2 separate regions of the Mus musculus genome follow, and region 2 is linked to region 1. The links are chromatin contacts, called in public HiChIP or PLAC-seq maps. All regions are on one chromosome and are shown on one strand. The core of a region is the stretch at or near the end of the contact, and the rest is flanking DNA. Distances in the headings are between cores, read along the strand shown.

What was found. HiChIP or PLAC-seq counts read pairs in DNA pulled down with a chosen protein or histone mark.
Region 2: a contact with region 1 is called in a FOXA1 HiChIP or PLAC-seq map of pancreatic cancer cells. The contact joins two enhancer-like sites. A contact is called at or near these places in 25 of 484 Hi-C or Micro-C datasets (the C2C12 cell line, the G1E-ER4 cell line, cardiomyocytes and 7 more), 2 of 115 datasets of contacts at active chromatin or transcription factors (embryonic stem cells and pancreatic cancer cells) and 1 of 9 other capture datasets (embryonic stem cells).

What each region holds. Positions count from the first base shown.
Region 1 is chr10:93,424,464-93,427,163 of GRCm38.p6, reverse strand. No RefSeq gene overlaps it. Among named protein-coding and RNA genes, the nearest start is that of Gm40742, 5.2 kb to the left of the region's middle. Within about 2 kb of position 1,288, at least 69 of the 459 cell types and tissues checked have an H3K27ac peak or open chromatin away from gene starts, as enhancers often do. A contact at or near this core is called in pancreatic cancer cells, where this site is marked.
Region 2 is chr10:93,756,051-93,758,876 of GRCm38.p6, reverse strand. No RefSeq gene overlaps it. Among named protein-coding and RNA genes, the nearest start is that of Gm26239, 50 kb to the left of the region's middle. Within about 2 kb of position 1,371, at least 25 of the 459 cell types and tissues checked have an H3K27ac peak or open chromatin away from gene starts, as enhancers often do. A contact at or near this core is called in pancreatic cancer cells, where this site is marked.

The DNA of each region.
Region 1 (2,700 bases), core at 39-2,538:
TTGGTTTTTTGTTTTGGTTTTTTGTTTTTTGTTTTTCGAGACAGTGTTTTTCTGTGTAGCCCTGGCTGTCCTGAAACTCACTTTGTAGACTAGGCTGGCCTCAAACTCAGAAATCCACCTGCCTCTGCCTCCCAAGTGCTGGGATTAAAGGCATGCGCTACCACCGCTGGCCAAATTGTTTGTTTGTTTGTTTGTTTGTTTGTTTAATGGAGTACTTTTCTTGAGGAGATTTCTTTTCTGTGCTAGTGCACACACATGCACACCACGTGGACATGTGCACACACATGCATGAACACAGACATATGCATGTACATTCACACACTCATATACTCACACAGATGTACATTCAGGGAAGCAGGAAGGGAGAGAGGGAGGGAAGAAGGGAGAGAGGGATTGTTCTCTGTCACTCTAGAACAATGACTGATGTCTTGTGACCATGAAGGGACTATAGCTGGATCAAAGTTGACCTGTTGAATGAGACCTGAATCTTTGACTTTCAGAGCCATTATGTTGTCTAGCTTTGCATTTTATCTTACCCTAAGACCTCTTATTAACCAAGCAATAAATTTTCATATCATTTCAGGCATTTAGAGAGTCCTTCCAAGAACCTGCCTGTCTCTCTCTCTCTCTCTCTCTCTCTCTCTCTCTCTCTCTCTCTCTCTCTCTCTCTCTCTCTCTCTCTCTCTCTCTCTCTCTCCTTTCTCTCTCTCTAGTAAAGTACAACTCCTTTGTAAACATGTTCAGATTCTTACTAACTCACTTAGCTTTCCTCCCTCCTCCTCCTCTTCCTCTTTCTCCTCCTCCTCTTCTCCTTTCTCTTTCTCTTCCTCCTCTCTTTCTCCCCTTCTGCACTCTATGTTCATTGGTGCTTTGCCTGCAAGTATGTCTATGTGAGTGTATCACAAGCCCTACAAACAGGTGTGAGCCTCTATGTGGGTGCTAGGAATTGAACCCAGGTCCTCTGGGAGAGCAGTCAGTACTGAGCTATCTCTCCACCGCACACTTCTGATGCAATTCCCCCAAGACATTGGAATCTGAGGTGTCATTGCTTTCATTGATGTTAAGGGGTTTTTAGAAGGTGAGGTCTGTTGGGAAAACCTGCAGCTACTGGCCCCTGTGAGCTTCCTGCTTCAAGACTAGGCCGATCCCACTGAACTGGTGTGAAGTTGAATAGGAGGCTCAACTTTCAAGAAGTTAGACTGTAGTTAAGTTGTGTGGGGTGTCCTCTGCAGTGAAGTGGTGTGGGCCTGGAAGCACCATTTGTGTGTCAATGGCGCCCTCTAGTGTCCAAAAGGCTTCACTTGCATGACTATTTTAAGGTATGACTAGTCCTTAATACAATGCATTCTCCATGGCTTCTATGAGAGCCTCACCCTAGCCTTGCCCAGGTATGCTGCTGGGGCACTCCCTAAAGTTCCTGCTAACTGGCTTGTGAAGCCAGAAAGCTCTTTAGATGATCTTGAAATGAAAGCATGTCTACACCAGGAAGCAAGGGCAAACAAGCCCCCTTGCTTTCTTCTCCTTTTGTGCCTGTGTTCTATGGAAGGGCCAGGCAACAGTGAGCCTCCCTTTACTTCCTGCCAGCAGCTGCCTCCTACTTTTGGACTCATCTCAGATCACTCACAACAGCCAATTTACCTCCTCACTCTTCCCGAAGCATCTCTGGGAAGCAATATTAAAACCAGCGGGCCTCTCATCATCCCACTACCATGCCCTGTGACTCCAAATGTCCCCCTGAGACAGTAACTCCTTCACACATGGCTGTTTAGCCCTTCCTTGAAGGATGGATTCACACATGCTGCCACATAGGCACAGACACGCCGGCTCACATGTGCACCCATACACACACCTTCTACAACCTGGTTGAAAACAGGATGCACGGTGAGACCCTGCAGCACCCACTGTTTAGCATTATTAAGCCAGGAAAGGTGGCTCATGCCTGCAATCCCAGCATACTGGAGGCTGAGTCAGGAGTATTACCACAAATTTGAGGCCATCCTGGGCTATGTAGAGAGTCTGCGGTCAGCCTGGACTTCTGGGTATAAGTTTGTGTCCCCCCCACCCCACACACACACAAATAAAGTTAAAAATTTACAAACTAAGATGGTAGTAGCATTATACTGGTTGGCTCCTCATCTCTCCAGGACACACTCAACCTGCAGCCGGTGGACTGCATGATGCCGAGGGAAACTGTGAACATCACTCAACAAAAATACACTTAAAACATTATGAGACTCTCCCTCCCCCGCTCCCCCCTCCCCCTGATTTTTTAAAACCTCAAGTATGTATTTATCAAAAATAAACTTTTGGGGTGACATCTTCATATCAGTGTCAAAGGGTTAAACACACACTCTCCTTCAAGCCTCCCCCAACCAAGATTCCTCGTCTTTATTCAGAGCACCCCAACTCTGTCCTTGTGCGTTGGCGTTAAGGTTTGCAGCTGCTTGGTGAGGATGCATTTATTCAGAGTTCCCATGTGAGTGCTGCATCTTCAGAGATACCCAAGCAAAGTGTCCACAGGCCTCGGCAGAGTGGACAGCAGCTTTCACCTCCTGGAGCATGGATCTGCTAAGAGAGGTTTAGGATAACTGTGTGTGTGATGTGCGTGAGAGATAGATGTGTGTCTCTCCCTTCTCTGCTCCTTCCAGAGCTTCACCGCGTCCTAAAGAGACTGCGCACGGCGGAAACTAGAAGAGGAAG
Region 2 (2,826 bases), core at 122-2,621, 330 kb before region 1:
GACAGACATACACAGACACAGACAGACAGACAGACAGACAGACACACACACAGACAGACAGACACAGACACACACAGACACACACAGACAGACAGATAGACACACACAGAGACAGACAGACAGATACAGACACACACACACACACACACACTTATGTGCATTAGCATTTTGTTTACGTGTGTACCAAGTGCTTGCCTGGTGTCTGTGGAGACCAGACGAGGAGGGTGGATCTCCTGGAACGAGAGTTCCTAGTTACTGATGGTTGTGAGATATGGGAGTGCTGGAAATGGAACCCAGATCCTCTGCATGAGCAAACCACAAGGGCTCTTAACTGCTGTATCATCTCTCCAGCCCTGACTAAAACTTTTCAAAAATACATTTATTTTTATCTTATGTATAAGTGTGTTTTGCTTATATTTATGTATGTGAACTGCATGCATGCAGGTGCCCTAGAAGACTAGAAAAGGGCATTGAATTCCCTGGGACTGGAGTCACAGAGGGTTGGGGCTGGGTGCCTATGTAAGAGCAACCAAGTTCTCTTAGCTGCTGAGCCATCTTTCCAGCCCTTCCCCCGATTTTTAAAATTGCATTGTGGTTGATTTGATTGTGTAGGCGTATGCATGGTGTGAGTGGAGGTCAGAGGACAACTTGCCTGGGCTAGTTCTCTCCTCTCATGCAGATGCTGGGAACCAAACTCAGGCGCTCAGGCTTGGCAGCACAGGTCATTGCTGAACCCTCTCCCTGGCTCATCAGCAGGCTTTTCTCCCGAGTCAGAAGTGCCCATTATGGCTCAGCCTTCTAGTGAAGGAGAATGGTCTTAGGCAGGGAGATGGCTCAGTGGGTAAAGGTGCTCGAGTCCCAGACTAGCGAGCTGAGGATGATCCCAGAACCCATAGAGTGGATCATAGAGAGGATCAGCTCCTGCAGGTAGGTTGCCCTGTGACCCACCCATGCAAGGTGGCATGGGCACACCTAGCCACATGCACATTCATGTGCACACTCGTGTACACACACACACACACACACACACACACACACACACACACACACACGCACACACACCAAAATAAATGTTTAAAAAGAAAAAAGGCTGAATCTTCTGTTTGTAATGGTGACTCACTGTAGGAAGAATTACCCGGTTCATTATCCTGCGTCTTGGTCCCTGACTCAGTCCAGGAAATGATCCTGAGGACCAGAAGGAATACAGAGGCTCAAAAGGAGCTTTCATCGGCTGAGCCTGCGGTCTGAGAATGCACTCGTGAAGGAGGAGACGCTTTGTATGGTGATCAAGAGTAAAGGCTGTGGGGTTCAGATCCAGCCTGTCCTTTCACTCTCTGTCTGTCTATCACACGGTGGCCTGTGCCCTTAACTTCCTCTCTCAAATGGGATGACAGTTGCATCTGTGTCCCAGGTTTGCATCAAGTTGCTACCATGATGACACATATTAAACCATTTTTAGGGAAGATGGCATTTGAGGTTCAGGGAGTCTGAGCCTCTGGGTTCTCACGGGTGTTATACATGACAACCGGGAACTCTCTCGTCCCTCAGCCTGGTGAAATGCCAAAGTTAAGAAGCTGTCGAGAGGCCAGGTTCTGGTCACATTGTCACGAGGCTTTTCCTGCAGTACCTGTAGTTCACTAACAGCGCCTCTTCCAGCTCAGAGCCTCATCTGCTCCTTCTCTGTCACCTCCCCGCTGGGGAAGCCTTGGCCTTTTGCTCATCTTTTGTTCCTTCTCAAATTATTGGAACAAGGACACACGAACTCTTTACAGAAGGGAAGTGGTGCGGGGTCTGTTGGCACAGCGAGGAGAAGATGTCTCTCTGTTGAGTGTAATTGTCTCTGCTGAGGGAAGGATATCTCTTTGTAGAGTATAATTATCTCTGCAGAGGGAAGGATGTCTTTCTGCAGAGTGTCATTGTCTCACTGAAGCAAGTGTCTTTGACACTTAGATAACCTAAATTGGTGCGAGTGGCAGCAGTGTGGGGCCTTCTCTTCCTTTGCCATAGTTAAAAAAAATAAAATGGAGCTGAGATGCTCTTGCTTTCATTTCATTTCATATCCCTCTGCCTTCCTTTAAAGGAGGGAATAGGAAGAGAAGAACTATGGGGTAAACAAGAGGGGAGCCTTTTAAAAAGACTCCAAAGTAGACCAGAGGTGTCTGAGGGAAGATTCACAAGAGGTTGTTTGAAAAATATGTTAGGACCTAGAACAAGATGGGAGAACGCTGGGCTGAATCCCAACAGAGTGAAGACTTCCCTGTGGGCCAGCCCCATGGAGTCATAGATGTACTGTCGGAGCCCAGTGGGCGGACAATTCTGTGCAAACTCCCCAGCTCACAGGCGTCGGCTCAAGACTCTGTGGCAGAGAATATAAACCACCGTCCTCTGTTTTTGCCCAAAGCCTGAGGGTAATTCACTTAATCCCAGGTTGACCTCCCTGTAGAATCAGCTTGCAGTGCACAATCAATAAGGCAGGGGGAGGGTGGCAGAGTTAATTACTGGGCTTTGGTCTATTCAACGTGCGGACAGTGCTAGAGTTTTGACGTTGAGTGGAGGGACCTGAATTCTTTGTTAACTGGAATGTGCTGCGACTCTCCAGTGGCTTGAAAGACTGCCTAGGGTTCCTCTTCTGAGATGGCCATTGTTACACTGTTACTTCTCCGAAGCAAGTGAATTCTCCTGTGCTACCGTGATTGGATGAGAGCAGCCCTTGGCAGGCTCACGAGGAGCAAAGCTAGCAAAGCTAGCCGGTATTTCCTATTGTAGACTAGTGAGGGAGAACTTGGCTTTCTCACACAGGGGTTTCAGGCAGAGCTGTTGTAAATA